Linked DNA regions of Macaca mulatta: all the other regions are linked to region 1. Evidence: chromatin contacts called from public Hi-C data. All regions are on one chromosome and are shown on one strand. The core of a region is the stretch at or near the end of the contact, and the rest is flanking DNA. Distances in the headings are between cores, read along the strand shown.

Region 1 (4,979 bases), core at 1,369-3,868:
AGGCTCCCGGGCCGGCTATGCAGCCACAGCATGAGCTGTGGCACCCAGTGGCAGCCGTGGTGCGAGGATGGGCTCTGGTGGAAACATGGGCGACACTGGACAGGCCCTCCACAAGTGTGGAGAAGGAGCTGAAGCACCTGGAAGTGCACAGCACTGAGGAGTGTGCCTTTGCCAACAGAGTCAGATGGGCATTTGTGACTGTGCTGCAAGAAGTGCATGCCCAGTCTCTGCTGGACGCAACGCAGGGAGGAGGAAGAACCTCCATTAGAGGCTCACCCAGTGGTCTGCCAGAAAATAGAGCATGAACAGCCACTGGGCCCCAAGGGTGGGCCTAGAGACTCCCTACCATAGTGAAGCACATTTCATATAGTGTTTGTACCCCCACTGAGTTGCGGGAGTTAGGTAAGCAGTGCCAGTAGCATCTGGGGGAGCCCCTCCCTTCCTGAATTCTCTCTCTCTGGGACAAAGGAGCTGATCCATTTTCTGCTCCGCCTCTGAGATGGAAAAGCTGGCTTCTTTAATTACAGTGTGGACTGATGCCAGTGAAATACCAGAAACTGTCAGTAGATGGCAGTCGTATACAGACTTGTGCAAGTCATTCGTGAAAAGGACATTGCTGGGTGACTCGGTCCCGCCAGAGCGTTCCAGCTCAAAGATTACCTGCTGCAGTCAGGCAGAAATGTAAAGCCTTTCCTGTTTGATTGGGAACTGGCCAAGGTGCCGGACTTAGGGGGACAACGGACAACCAAAGGCTGTATGTGGACTCGGCAATCTACTGGTCCCTAAACCTGAATAAGTTTCCGGGCAGAGCTGCATTTATTGACAGTTATGAAAGCTGGTCAGTGAAAGTGAAACCTGTACCTTCGGACCTTGGCATCGGCCGCTTGGCTCCCCGCTTATGCACTGTGTATGTCTCTCCCATGCCTGAGGACAGGCTGGGGTGGATGTTTTGCACGGCTTGGCAGCTGTGCCATCTATCATGGATTTGATAGACCACCTGACAACAGAACTGGGATGGTGCCACTGTGTGGTGGACTTGGCCAATGCATTCCTCTTAATGGACATTGCTCCAGAGAGCCAGGAACACTTTGCCTTCATGGGAGGGTGATGATGGACTTTCACAGTATTGCTGCAGGGATATATGCATAGCCCCAACATATGTCATGATCTTATTAATGATGTTATTATATTAACCTCTGATTCTCTTGCAGATTTAGAAGCAGCAATGCAGCCTCTTGCCTGGAATTGGGATGATGCGGCTGAAACCACCTTCCTGGCAGCCAAACAGGCTATTCAGCAGGCACAAGCCCTATGGGTAGCTGATCAGGGGCACCCATTTAAACTTGATGTGCATGTGACCACAGATATTTTTGACTGGGGCTTACGGCATTGCACAGAGCTCTTTAGAATGCCAGTAGATTTTTCGTCCCAACTTTGAAAAGGAGCTGAGCTCCGGTATTCCTCGACAGAGGAGTTAGTAACTGCATATGCTGCCCTTTAGACTCATGACAGCCTGGCAGGATGGGCTACAGTCGTTGTGCGCATGACTTACCCAACAGTAGGGTAGGTATGCTCATAGGTAACAACCCGCACACTGGGATGGCACAGACATCCACTTTTGCAAAGTGGGGTGCCTAAGCCTACACGGAACAGCAAAGTATGCTAAGTCAAGTCCCTTAGCAGCACAATTACAAGAAGTCTTAGTACCTACTATCCTAATGCAAGATAAGGCTATGGGACCTGAGGCACCCCTAGACCCTGAGCCTTCATCTTTTAAGGAAGGGCATCCCTGCATTCCCAATAGGGCGTGGTACACAGATAGGTCTAGCCAGGGTGCTACTGCTGCCTGGACTGCTGTTGAAGCCCAGCCTAGTACTGACACCCTACGGTTTGATACCAGGTGTGGACAAAGTAGCTAATAAGCTAAACTCAGGGCAATGTAAATGATGATCACCAAGAAGGTGACACCTATGGTAATCTGCACCAATAGCTGGGCAGTTTATCAAGGCTTAACCTTGTGGCTAACTACCTAGAAGTTACAGAAGTGGTTAGTCACTGACCTATGTAGGGCCAGGCCATGTGGCCAGACCTATAGGAGAAAGGATGACTTCCTCTAACCAGGTATGGGGACAAACGGTAACCTGTTGTTGCCTGCCCCAATGCCCCTAAAGGTAGGTAAGCAAAAAACCTGGCTTAATATATAAAGCAACATCGGGGTAACATCACCATGGGGTGGTTGCCTACTATAACCTGAAATTATTGCTCCCTGTATTACTACTGTGGCCCGAGTGCCTACAGCTTATGTGTCAATCCTCTATGTATACACTGGGCCTGTGTGCCCAGAGCCTATGTGTCAGACTTACGTGTCAAGCCTGTGTGTATGTATCAGCCCTGGGTGCTGAAAGTGTATATGTCAGGCTTGCGTGCCAAACCTATATATTGGGCCTGTGTACCTAAAAACTTATGTTTCCCTCGGCCAAGGGGGTGGAGTGTAAGGTAAAAATGGATGTGCTTTGGTCAAGAACAGGCTGAGGCAGATATGCAGGCCAGTGTGACTCAGCGAGTCTCCAACGCAGGCGCACCACTCCACTTGTTATATAACCTGTTTGTGTAAGCTCATACTTGGCTCACAGCCACTATTGTGTGTAAATGGTATAACTGCCCTGCTGACACTGTACATAGGACTCATGCCCAGAGAGAGAGGGAAAAACTGCTGACCTTGGAAGAGAGAACTGGCCGTCTTGCAGACCGACAGAGGGGAGCCAGGAATTAACAAGTGTGCCAAGGAGTATAGCTGTAAGTGTGGGAGCGGCAGAAGCCACAGAGCCAGTTGCTGAGAAGGGCTGTGGTAAAGGAGGCACCCGAGACAGAGGCAGACAGTGTGAGAGCTGCAGCAGCTGCTGCTGACTAAAATCATATTTTACCTGTCTACAGCCCCAACTGTTTTTTCAACTATCTGCCACCTATCCAACAACTCCCCTCGGACCTCAGTATGGGCTGGAACCTGACACTTGGCATGACAGTGGTAAGTACCATATACATATTGGCTAACAGTATAATTCACTGATCTTTCTTTTTTTAAAATAAGAGTAGGCCTGGTGGTTCTGTTCTTGACCTTTTCTTTTCTCTATCCACAGTCTTCCCCAGAACTATGTTTAATCACTTGCAAGGTTTTAACTTCTATTTCTAGGCTGTAGACTCCTGATCCCTATCCTGAGTTGCCTCCCAGATAGTCCTATACAGAAATCTTGCAAACAAATCCAATTCAATATGCCCCAAATTAAACTGATTTTCTTGCCTCCTAATCTACTCCTTCCTCAGTATGGTATTCTCTAGAAACAATAGCACCAGCCACCAGGTTTCCTCAGAGTCATTACTTTGTAATGGATGATTTCTATATTTTAGGAGGGAAAAGTAAGATATTCTGAAAGACAGCCTATCCCAGAAGCCATGAGACCTGGGCCTGATCTAAGAGGGAAGGGAAACCTGAGATTCCTGTGAACCAGCTGGGACTAGACTTTAAACTAGAAGTGAGTGACTGCAAAATTATTTGACTGGACTCAGATGTCAGTAAGTCTGTCTTTACTCAGTGGAATGGAGAGGCTAGAAAATGTAAGGCTGGGCCGGGCGCAGTGGCTCACGCCTGTAATCCCAACACTTTGCGAGGCCGAGGTGGGTGCATCACAAGGTCAAGAGATCGAGACCATCCTGGCCAACATGGTGAAACCCCGTCTCCACTAAAAATACAAAAATTAGCTGGGCATGCGTGGTGGCAGGCGCCTGTAGTCCCAGCTACTTGGGAGGCTGAGGCAGCAGAATCACTTGAACCTGGGAGGCAGAGGTTGCAGTGAGCCGAGATCGTGCCATTGCACTCCAGCCTGGCAACAGAGCAAGACCGTCTCAAAAAAAAAAAGTAAGGCTGGTAGAGGTTACAAAGGGAAAAACAATTCCAGATCTGTATCCTGAACCTCTATTCCTCAGGCCAACTCTCTATAGTTCAAAGGATGGTAGGGAATAGAAGGAAATTAGGAAACTGAGAGAACCCATTGATTGTTACAAATGAAAAGTACCAGAAAACACTTCCTCCTAATAAGTTGCCACAAGAGATCTGGGGCACTGCTACATGAGCTAATAATACCAAAATAAGTGACCCTAAATCTAATCTAGTCTTTAGATCCAAATACCAGTGTACAGGCAAAATATAGGAAAAAATTATATTAAAGGCTTTCAAACTTTGTTACATATTAGAATCACTAGGGAACTTTTAAAACTCCTAATGCCTTGGGTACAATCAAGATCAATCAGGCTGGGTGCAGTGGCTCACACCTGTAATCCCAGCACTTTGGGAGGCTGAGGCAGATTGCCTGGAGTCAGGAGTTCAAGAACAGTCTGGCCAATATGACGAAACCCTGTCTCTACTGAAAATACAAAAATTAGCTGGGCGTGGTGGTACACACCTGTAATCCCAGCTACTTGGGAGGCTGTGGGCATGAGAATCACTTGAGCCTGGGAGGTGGAGATAGCAATGAAAAAAAAAAATCAATTAAATCACTCTCTGGGGGTGGGACTCAGCATTAATAACTTTTAAAACTTTCTAGGTGATTCTAATGTGCAGCTGAGTTTGAGATCTAATAAGTTAAAGATACTAAAAAGAAGCAATCGACCAAATCCAGAATGTGAGGCATTTTATAAAACAGAAGGTTCAAGTTCCTCAACAAATAAATGGTATTTTTACCAAAAGGAGTGGGAGGGAATGGGAACAGTCATAGATTAGGAGACTGAACAGACTTATCAAATAAATGCAAATGGTGAACCATATTTGGACCCCACTGAAAACAACTGTAAAAAGACTGTAAAAAAAAAAAAAAAAAAAAACTGTAAAAATATTTGAGACAATTATTTGAAAATCAAGATAATGATATCATGGAATTACTGTCAATTTTGTTGCGTGTGATGATACTATGATTATATCAAGATAA
Region 2 (4,979 bases), core at 1,644-4,143, 320 kb after region 1:
TGGGTATAAAGTAGGCCCATATAATCCGAATGAAACTTTAATTATGCTAAGCATGTTATCTCAGCTGACAGTCCTATCTCCAGGTGTTTTATCACTTCTCATCCATTTAAAACCTAGTCCCTCTAAAGTTAGTAGCTTTAATAAATATTTCTTGAGCATCTAGTGCCTTATAATAGTGTTAGGAGGACTTACAAAAACGGGTAAGCAGAAGTGTAAACAAACGCTAGGAGAACAGAGAGGAACGAGTAATTAATTATGAGAAAGGTGGAGGTTAAAGAGGAGGGCTCCTGATGGATGACCATGCCTTGGTGGGTATATGGAGGAGGGGAAAACGGGTGAGAGTTTTGTTGGTGGAGGGGGAGAGAGTCAGGGGAAATCCGGTAGAGACCACAAAGCAGAACAGAGGCGTCAAGGGGCATGCTGGTAAAGGCTCCCATAGTACCTTGTGTTTCTCAAGGGTAGGTCAGTGTTGGTTTCACTGCATCCTCGGCACACAGGAAATACTATTTACCGTGTCAATAAATTTCAGGACAAGCCGGGGTTGTCCCCAAGTGTCCTACAAAAGGGCAGTTACTCTTCCCAAGGGAAGCAGGGGACTGGGGATGGTCGTCACAGCAGTTTCTTTTGGCAGACAATAACAGATGCGAGACATTTGACACCCCTCCCCGTTCCACCTGGCTGGAATGGGCAACTCCTCTTACCAGTGACCCCAAATTCAGGATCAGCAGGACAGCCCCCACCCCACGCCACCACGCCCTCTCAGCGCCCCACTATGACGTCACGCGCGGCGGAGGTAACTATGGAGACCGCCAAACCCTCACTAAATACGTAAGCGCGCCTGCCCTCCCAACGCCGAAGCTGGTTCCACCTTTCTCCGGGATTCCTCTGAGGTCCAAGGTCTGGTCACCCAGAGGCTGCTAATTTCAAAGGCAATATGAGAGGGACTGGATGTTTGGAGGGGGAAACAGGGCTGGACGTCTGGGTCCCCAAACCCGGACTCACCTCTCCGACAGGGCTGATTCCGATCGGACACTTCCGGTGGAAGGACTGAGCGGCACTACACTTCAAGGATTCCGTCCACAGGGACTTGTGAGTCTGCGCAGAAGACGGGATGCCTTTGGGACTATGATTCCGAGAATCCTTCCTGGGTCGCTTCAGGCGCAGACTTTTCGCCAAAGTCCTGAAGCTCTCAGGGCTTGAAGGAGAAGGCGTCTTTTTTCTCCATTGTAGTAGTGTGTCTCGCTAAATAACAGAGGGGACTCTCGAAAAGAAAATGACGTTGGCCGGGCGCAGTGGCTCACGCCTGTAATCCCAGCACTTTGGGAGGCCGAGGCGGGCGTATCACGAGGTCAGAAGATCGAGACTATCCTGGCTTGCAGGGTGACACCCAGTATCTACTGAAAATACAAAAAAAAAAAAAAAAAAAAAAAATTGCCGGGCGTGGTGGCACGCCCCTGTAGTCACAGCTGCTTGGGAGGCTGAGGCAGGAGACTCGCTTGAACCCGGGAGGCGGAGCTTGCAGTGAGCCGAGACCGCGCCGCTGCACTCCAGCTTGGGTGACAGAGTGAGACTCAGAAAAAGAAGAAGAAGGAAAAAAAAAATATTTACACTCGAGCACAAATTTTCTCAGCAAAGCAATTTACTTCTATAGAAGGGTGCGTCTCACGGATAGAGCAATGGCTAGAGCACACCTGATCAAAGGAAGGGAAGGAGTTCTTATCCCTGACGCAGGTAGTCCCTAGTGCTGTGTCGTTCCCGTGCTGGCTAGGGTTGGGCCGCACAGTCTAAGTTAATTCCGATTGGCTATTTTAAAGAGAGCAGGGGTAAGAGCCGGGGTGGTGAGGTGAGTAGTTTCGGCGCGAAGGACGGTTACGGAACAGGTGACTAAAGGTGACTCAGGTCAGAGCAGGTCACCGGGGTGACTCACGACAGAGCAGGTGACTAGGGGTGACTCAGGACGGAGCAGGTCACCAGGGAAACAGATGTGAACTACTGATTAGAACTGGCGGAAAAGGTCGTTTACTGAAACTAGAAGCAAGGAGATGAGGAAAATGAGGAAGTTAAACTTTAAAATGGAGAACAAAGAACTGAAGGTACTGACATACTGGTTCTTTGAAGAGAAATTTAGAACGCACTGTATTTAACAAGGAGTTCAAGGCCAGCCTGGCCAACATGGTGAAACCCTGTCTCTACTAAAAATATAAAAATTAGCTGGGTGTGGTGGCGAGTGCCTGTAGTCCCAGCTACTTGGGAGGCTGAGATAGGAGTATCGCTTGAACCCAGGAAGTGAAGGTTGCAGTGAGCCAAGATCATGCCACTGCACTCCAGCCTAGGCGTCAGAGCAAGACTCCACCAAAAAAAAAAAAAAAAAAAAAAAAAAAAAAAAAAAAATTTATTCGGGAATAGGAAATTGCATTAAAGAATAGACTTGCCAGAGTAAACTATGTTTCTATTCAGGGAGGTAAGGGAAGACAAAGGTTTTTAAAGGAAGAATGAGGAGGTTTATGTGATTGTTTAAAATCATTATCCTTGACTACAAAGATTGGTAACAAGGATGACACCAGTCTGAGGTTAGACAAACAGTTGCTGGGCAGATGTCCTTGCAGAAGTATTTTTGGTGTAAGGTGGGTTTTGCAGTCATATGTGATAGTTTTCTTATGAGGCGTACAAGCCTGAGAAGGGCTATGAAGAGACCCTTGAAGAGACCCTGGCTCTATCTGTCAGATTCTTGCTTTTGTTTTTATTTTTTAACACTAGTGGGCCGGGCGTGTTGGCTCACTTTTCTAATTCCCCACTTTGCGAGGCAAACACGGGAGGATTAATTGAATTCAGGAGTTCGAGACCAGCCTGGGCAACATAGCTGGGACCTTGTCTCTACAAAAATTTAAAAAAAAAAATAATCGAGGGTTGTGGAGTGCACCTGTACTCCCAGCTACTCACGAAGCTGAGGCGGGAGGATCGCCTGAGCCCAGGAAGTGGTGGCTGCAATAGTGAGCTGTGATTGCACCACTGCACTCTAGCCTGAGTGACTCCTGCCTCTATTTAAATCTCAGACGGTGAAATTGAAGCCCACGCAACAGGGATGCAACTGAAACTTCACCTCCTCTGCAAAACCTTCCTGCATTCCCATGCAACTTTTCTTCTAAGGCCTTGTTTGATTCATCGCCTTACTCCAGTGGAACTCAGATATTCAAAATGGTATTAATTATAACCACTGGCTGTCATTGGTCCATGCGTGGCCTTAAAGTGTGAACATTTTTTAATCCATTACCTGATCTATAAGAACTATAGATTGACAACAACTTAGATTTAATACTACTCTTTTTCTAGTCCCTCTCTGTACTACCTCTCATCTGAGGAAACACTATCACAAATTTTGTATTTGTTGTTCCCTTGCTTTTTAACAAGATGATTCCATTAGATATGTACTGTTTTGTCCCTCGAAAGTGGTGGCAGGGGAGTTCACACAAGGGAGTGCCCAAAACTGTCCTAGTTGGGGCTGGTTGGAATTCCAAAGAAAGAAGCACTATGTGCCAAGGTGATCAGTCTAAAGCATTTATTGAGGGAACTTACATCGTGTTGCAGAAATCCTCCCCATGGATAGGAGAGAAAAGGGGTGTTCTACCTAGATATGTCTGCAGTGAGGGGGTCAGGGTATGGAGTTTATATGAGGGTTTAAAGAATTTGGCTCAGGGCCAGAGCTAGTTTCTTTCAGTGTTTTTGGCGACAACTTAGATACCTTTATCAGTGCCTGAGAATGTTCAAGACCCAAGTTTGGGTTCAAGCATGCTGGGAAAAAGCTGCAGCTGGCTAGGTCAAAGAGAGGTCAAGGCACTCTGATTTTCAGTCACAGAATAGTCAAGGCTCTATGATTTCCAGTCAGAGATCCTGCAATCCATTTTCCTGATTGGCTCTTACAATTTCACATGCCCATCTCTTCCTATATGTTCCCTGAGCTGGTCAGAAAGGGTGGGATCGTCGGCAATTTCTTTCCCCTGGCTTTATGAAACACAGCAAACAAAACCTACGCTAACAGTAAATACAAGTGCACATGACAAGATCTAAAATCACATTTTCCAAAACGCTTGCTAGCAGAGCTTTCCACCAAGGACCCCATCCTGGAAAACATGACTTTGTGTAGACCACTTGGCATACTCTATGTGGTCAGTAAGCTGTAATTGCTTTTATAAGTGAAGGATGGATTGATTAACTTCAGCTTCTTTGTCTGGAATATGCACACAATGTTCACTTTTGAAAAGGGCGCAGGTTCCCCCTTGCACAGATGTCAGCATCTCTAGGGCCATTTGGTTTTGTAGACAACTTTTTTCATTGATGCTTTTTCAATGTTCAAGGCCTCCATACCATGTTTGGCATCATGCAAAGCTGTGGAGACGAATCTCTGAAGGGCTTCCAGCTTCTACGTGATATCAGAAGAACCTACTGGAGGCACAAATATAGTCAATAAGTAATCCCACCAAGAAAAAACAGACCTACTCCACTGACTTCTCCAGATGGACTCATTGAGGGATACAGGAATGGTGTCAGAGATTCTGGAGTCATCCAAGCCACCCCAGGGGAAGCCTGGGCCGGAGGTTAGTAGCACAGAGCCACTGGGTACCATTTGGGGCAATTCAGTATATTCCTGGCCTACAAGACTGTTTGTGACAAATCAATCTGTGTCCTTAAGGATAATGGTGTATTGGCATTGGGCAGTTGGGAGGAAACCTAGGTACTAGAATACCTTAGGCATTACCTGAATGTCTTTAGCGTGATTAAGTTGTTCCTAACAGATCTCTGCAACTCAAGAGAGCATCCTTGCTGTAGGGATGAGCTAAAGAAAGCCATCCCACATTTGCCAGTATGATCTCCATTGCCAGAAACTGGTGCTCTTCAGGGCAGTTTTCACTTTTATGGTTGCCTCCTGTGGGACATGTTTAGGGAAAAACTTAAATTTTGTCTATAGTTGTTCAATGTCATAT
Region 3 (4,979 bases), core at 709-3,208, 260 kb after region 1:
ATCTCTACAATTGAGGACGCTAGAGAGTAAAATTCAGTGTCTCTTCTTTCATTGATCTGCAGAAGTCCAGGATCAGAGCACTGGGATTTGGAAGGTAGCTTAAAAATCATCTAGCCCAACTTCCAGCAAATGGGAGCATTTCTTCTATAACCATTCTGTCTGATATGGTAGTCACTAGCAAAATGTGGTCACTGAGTACTTAAAATATGGCTAGTACAAATGAGATAAATATCGTGGGTTAAAAATATATTTCACCTGTTTTTGTTTTTTTAATGTGGCTACTAGAAAATTTAAATACATATACAGCTTTCATTACATTTCTGTTGGACAGGTCTATTCTGCAATATCCTTGACATCTACTTGAATCTCCGCTTGAATACCTATATGGAAAGGGAGTTTCTTATGGGGTAGCCTATTTTATTTATGGGTATCTATGAATGGCAGAAAATTATTTCTTTTCCTCTAATACCTGATTGCCTTTTGGTAACTTCCCATTGATCTTAGCCTTCCAAACAGGCATAGAATCAGTCTAGTGACTCTTTTTCTCTTTACCCAGCCACACTTTAATTATTTGACATAGGTAGTCAGGTCCTTTCCTATGCCTTGTTCTTTAGAGTATAAATATTTTGAGATGTTTTTTCATATGCCTTTTGCTTTGGCTCCATCCATATGCCCTTATCACTCACAGCCAGATGACTGCCCCTTCACACCTGCTTTCCAGGTTCATCAAGCTCTCTCTCCAGATCCTCCAGCACAGTCACTGCCTCCTCTCCAGTCTCTGGATGGTGTGCCTGCACCCATGCTTGCAGGTCTTTAGGAAGAATGCTCAGGAACTGTTCTAGCACCAGCAGGTCTAAAATCTGCTCCTTGGTGTGGCATTCTGGCCTCAACCACTGACGGCAGAGCTCCCACAGCTGGGTAAGAGCTTCACGGGGTCCAGGTGCATCCTGATAGCAGAGCTTCCTGAAGTGCTGTCTACAGAGTTCCCTCCTGTGAGGACTGCACTTTGGTGAGCTGGAATCCTGTCCCCAGTAATGGTCTTCTGCCTTAATTATCGGAAGTCCTTTTCGTTCCTCAGGTTCCAGGGCTGTGGTCATTCTGGGCTCTGTCAGGAGAGATTGAGTCAAAGAGAATCTCTTAGAATCCTGCCTCAGAGACACTCCTAAGGCATAAAAAGTTGTTACCATAGAGAAATTACAAAAATTGCTGTGAACATAAACACATCATAATGAAGCCAAGCCACCAGAAGTCAATCAGAGAAAACAGTCTTATAGGAAGCTGAAAACAACAACACAAAACAATAAACAGTGATGCAGGGACATGGTTTGAATCTGTGCTCTATTGTGTAACTTGGGAAGTTATTTATTTGGACTAGAACTACAGATCCTCATGTACAATTCTCATGTGTGTTACAGGGTTGATACATAGATTACATGAGAACGTATGCAATGTCTCTGGCATGGCAGCAGGCACTAGTAAGCACTAAATAAACACCAAGTATTATTAACTGCTTTGTTAAAAGGCTCTTCATTCTGTTACTATGAGATGCATGGGCCATTTGTGTCCCCAGGATTCACTGGTTATAGGATATGTGTGCCAGCCCTGGAAGGGAATCAGATGCCTCTGCAAAGGAACCCGCAACCAGTGTCCCCCTTCCACCCGTCCTCTCCCAGAAGGTCGGGCCAACTCCTCTCCCGTAGATCTGTTGGGGGACGGAGGGAGGGAGAGGAGTATTACACTCTGCCCGCGACAGGGAGGTGTGGGGAGGGTGTTGCTGCTGACCACAGCTGCGCCTTGTCCCCTTTTCTCCACCTGGGAGCCGGGAGACACTCACCTTACGCGCGGGGAGGAACAGGTGCAATAGCTAGCGTCCTTTGGACAGCCCCGAACAAAGACTAGACTCAAAAAGACACCAATCAGCGCCCGGCCGCTTCAGCCGGGCACTTCCGGGCCGCTCTAGGAAGCTTCGCCTCTGTGGCAGCTTTAGGGCTTGCCTCCTCAGCCCTAGGCAGTGGAGGACCCGGGTTCTACACCTCGTATTGATGGGATTGCGGGGCCTGCAAGCAAGTCTTATTTCTACTTTTTAAAAATGTTTTCCGGTTTAATTATTAAATAAGTAATATGGATAAGTAATGCATTCACATACATTTATTAAAAAAAGTAAATGTCCCCCAGCGTCTAGTTTGACAGTATTTTTCGTGACTTGTATATCCTTCCATAGATACATTACACCGTTATAGATTGTCTGCGCTTTTTCCCCTCTGCATAAAGAGTAGCATTTCTGTAACTTTCTTATTTTTCTTTTTACCAAGTGATCTTGGTAAAGACTGTACATAACTGTTTCCTTGATCTTGGTCTTTTTAAACAACTGCACAGTATTCAACTGTGTATTATGTGCCGTAATATATTAATAAAGTACCCCCATTGGTGGCCATGAGGTTGTTTCCAATTTTTCTTTTTCAAACATTGCTGCAATAACTTACCGTGAACTCACATTTTTCATGTGTAAGGATATATCCATAGTCTGCATTTCTAGAAAGGGAGTTACTACAGCATAGAAGAGGGAAATTTGTACTTTTGTTAATGCCAAATCACCAATCATAGAATCTACTAGCAATATTCTTATTTACCTATATTTGTCAACACAGTGTTATAAAATATTTTGATCTTTGCTAAACTGATGGTTGAAAAATGCTCTTAGTTTTTTCCTCCCTCTTCCCGTTTCTTCCACAAATATTGACTTACCTACTATGCCAGGCACTATTGTGGAAGCTGGAACTAATTTTGAGCAAAACAATGCCCTTTCTTTCATGGAATTTATAATCGTGTGTGTGTGTGTATGTGTGTGTGTGGTGGCAAGGCAGGCAATAAACCAAAAAAAATATAGTGTATAGATGGTGAATATTAGTGCTAAGGAGAAAATAAAGGAAATAGGGAATTTGGGGTGAGAATGAAGTGATACAGTTTAAATAGGATATTCATGGAGGACCTGACTAGTAAATTGACATTTGAGCAAAGATTGAGGGAGCTGAGGGAATGGGCCATCAGGAATAAAGATGTTTCAGGGAGAGGGATAACAAATGCAAAAGCCTGGAGTGAGGTGTGTTTTAAGTAATTTGGGCAAAGGAAGGATACTTGTTTTTCTGGAGCTGAGTGAGCAAAAGAGCATTGGGTGGAGAGAGAGTGAGAACCTTCGGTGAGTGCAAGGGTATTTTTACTCTAAAATGATAAAATGCTAAGCTACTGAAAGTTTATTTTCTTTTCTCTTTTCTTTCCTTTTCCTTTTTTTTTAAGTGATGGGTCTCATTCTGTCACCCAGACTGGAGTGCAGTGAGTGGTGTGATCATAGCTTACTGCAGCCTGAAACTCCTGGGCTCAAGTGATCCTCTTGCCTCAGCCTCCTGACTAGCTGGAACTACAGGTGTGAGCTACACAGCATGGCTCATTCGAGATTTCTGAGTAGAGAAGTAACATGATTAAACTTGGGTATTGAAATTATTATTTTGGCTGCTATGTTAACAGTAGACTTGAATGTGAAGGGGTTGGGCAAGGGCAGAAGCAGGGAGACAGGTTGGAAAACTGGACTGGGAAGGGGCTTTTTAAGAATAACGCAAAACCCTAAAGACATAAAACTGAAAAGGCCATGGAGGAAAAGATAAATGAAACTGGTCTTGTAAAATTAAAATATTTGAATGAAAAAAGTAAAAATAAAATATAAATTAAAAGTAAAATATGCCACACATCTAAAAGACACAGCTGATTTTCCTTATATACAAAGACCTTTTATCTTACCAAAAAATAAAAATATGAACAAGCCAATAGAAAAATAGACAAAGTACTTAACCTGCATGCATTTATTGTCAGGCCTCTGACAATATGATACAAAGCCATCATAACCCCTGTGACCAGCAAGTATACATCCAGATGACCTGGAGTAACTGCAGAACCACAAAAGATGACATTCCACCATTGTGATTTGTTCCTGCCCCACCCCAACTAATCAATCGACCTTGTGACATTCCCCCCACCCCCGACAATGAGTCTCATGATCTCCCCACCCTGCACCTTGTGACCCCCGCCCCTGCCCACAAGAGATAACCACGTTTAACTGTAATTTCCCACTATCTACCCAAATCCTGTAACACTGCCCCATCCCTATCTCCCTTTGCTGACTCTCCTTTTGGACTCAGCGCACTTGCACCCAAGTGAAATAAACAGCCTTATTGCTCACACAAAGCCTGGTGGACTCTCTTCACACGAACTCAGATGACATTTATAGAACACAAAACTAAGAATAATGAATATGAAAAGATTCACTAATAAGAATTTAAATAAAACAAGAAAGATGTTTAAAAATCTTTCAGATTGCTAAAGACAAACAATTTATAATATTCAGTGTTAGGAAGTGTATGGATATACGGGCATACTTAGTTGTACATTTTTAGAAGGTAAGACTTATTTAGAAGGTGAGAAGTTGTCCATACCCCTTGATTCAAAACTTAGCTTCCTGGATTTATCTATATAGAAATGCTTACTTAAATGTTTGAACGTATGTACAAAGAAGCACTGTTTATTTAAATTGGGAAACTCGAATGCCTAATATTTGGAATTTAAATTTCTATATGTCTATTCATTAAAATACCACCCAGTTTTTAGAAACTAAGAGATGCCAAAGGTATATTGAGTAAAATAAAAAGTTACAAAAGATATGGTATGATTGTTTTTGTGAAAATTATTATCTTAAAAATGTTGGCCAGGCACGGTGGCTCACACCTGTAATCCTAGCACTTTGGGAGGCCAAGGCAGGCAGATCACGAGGTCAAGAGATCGAGACCATCCTGGCCAACATGGTGAAACCCCGTCTCTACTGAGAATACAAAAATTAGCTGGGCGTGGTGGCATGTGCCTGATAGTCCCAGCTACTCAGGAGGCTTAGGCAGGAGAATCACTTGAACCCAGGAGGTGGAAGTTGCAGTAAG

Evidence for each region. Hi-C and Micro-C count contacts between places; a contact is called where the count stands out from the background.
Region 2: a contact with region 1 is called in a Hi-C map of liver, with 2.8 times the contacts expected there. The contact joins the promoter of ZNF165 here to the promoter of ZSCAN31 in region 1. A contact is called at or near these places in 2 of 14 Hi-C or Micro-C datasets (fetal cortex germinal zone and liver).
Region 3: a Hi-C map of liver shows a contact between it and region 1, with 4 times the contacts expected there. The contact joins the promoter of ZSCAN16 here to the promoter of ZSCAN31 in region 1. A contact is called at or near these places in 2 of 14 Hi-C or Micro-C datasets (blood and liver).

Annotation. Positions count from the first base shown.
Region 1 is chr4:154,988,446-154,993,424 of T2T-MMU8v2.0, forward strand. ZSCAN31 (zinc finger and SCAN domain containing 31) reads left to right here and starts at 2,619. Exons shown (of 6, transcript XM_078000749.1): 1 at 2,619-3,025. The region is part of intron 1 of ZKSCAN3 (zinc finger with KRAB and SCAN domains 3); the gene reads right to left.
Region 2 is chr4:155,310,735-155,315,713 of T2T-MMU8v2.0, forward strand. It overlaps ZNF165 (zinc finger protein 165), which reads right to left and starts at 2,894. Exons shown (of 4, transcript XM_015135770.3): 1 at 1,003-2,894. LOC106997866 (a long non-coding RNA gene) reads left to right here and starts at 1,083. Exons shown (of 4, transcript XR_001444146.3): 1 at 1,083-1,731; 2 at 4,353-4,592.
Region 3 is chr4:155,249,870-155,254,848 of T2T-MMU8v2.0, forward strand. ZSCAN16 (zinc finger and SCAN domain containing 16) reads right to left here and starts at 1,959. Exons shown (of 4, transcript XM_015135772.3): 1 at 1,835-1,959; 2 at 711-1,105. The coding sequence starts at 1,097. The region is part of intron 1 of LOC702796; the gene reads left to right.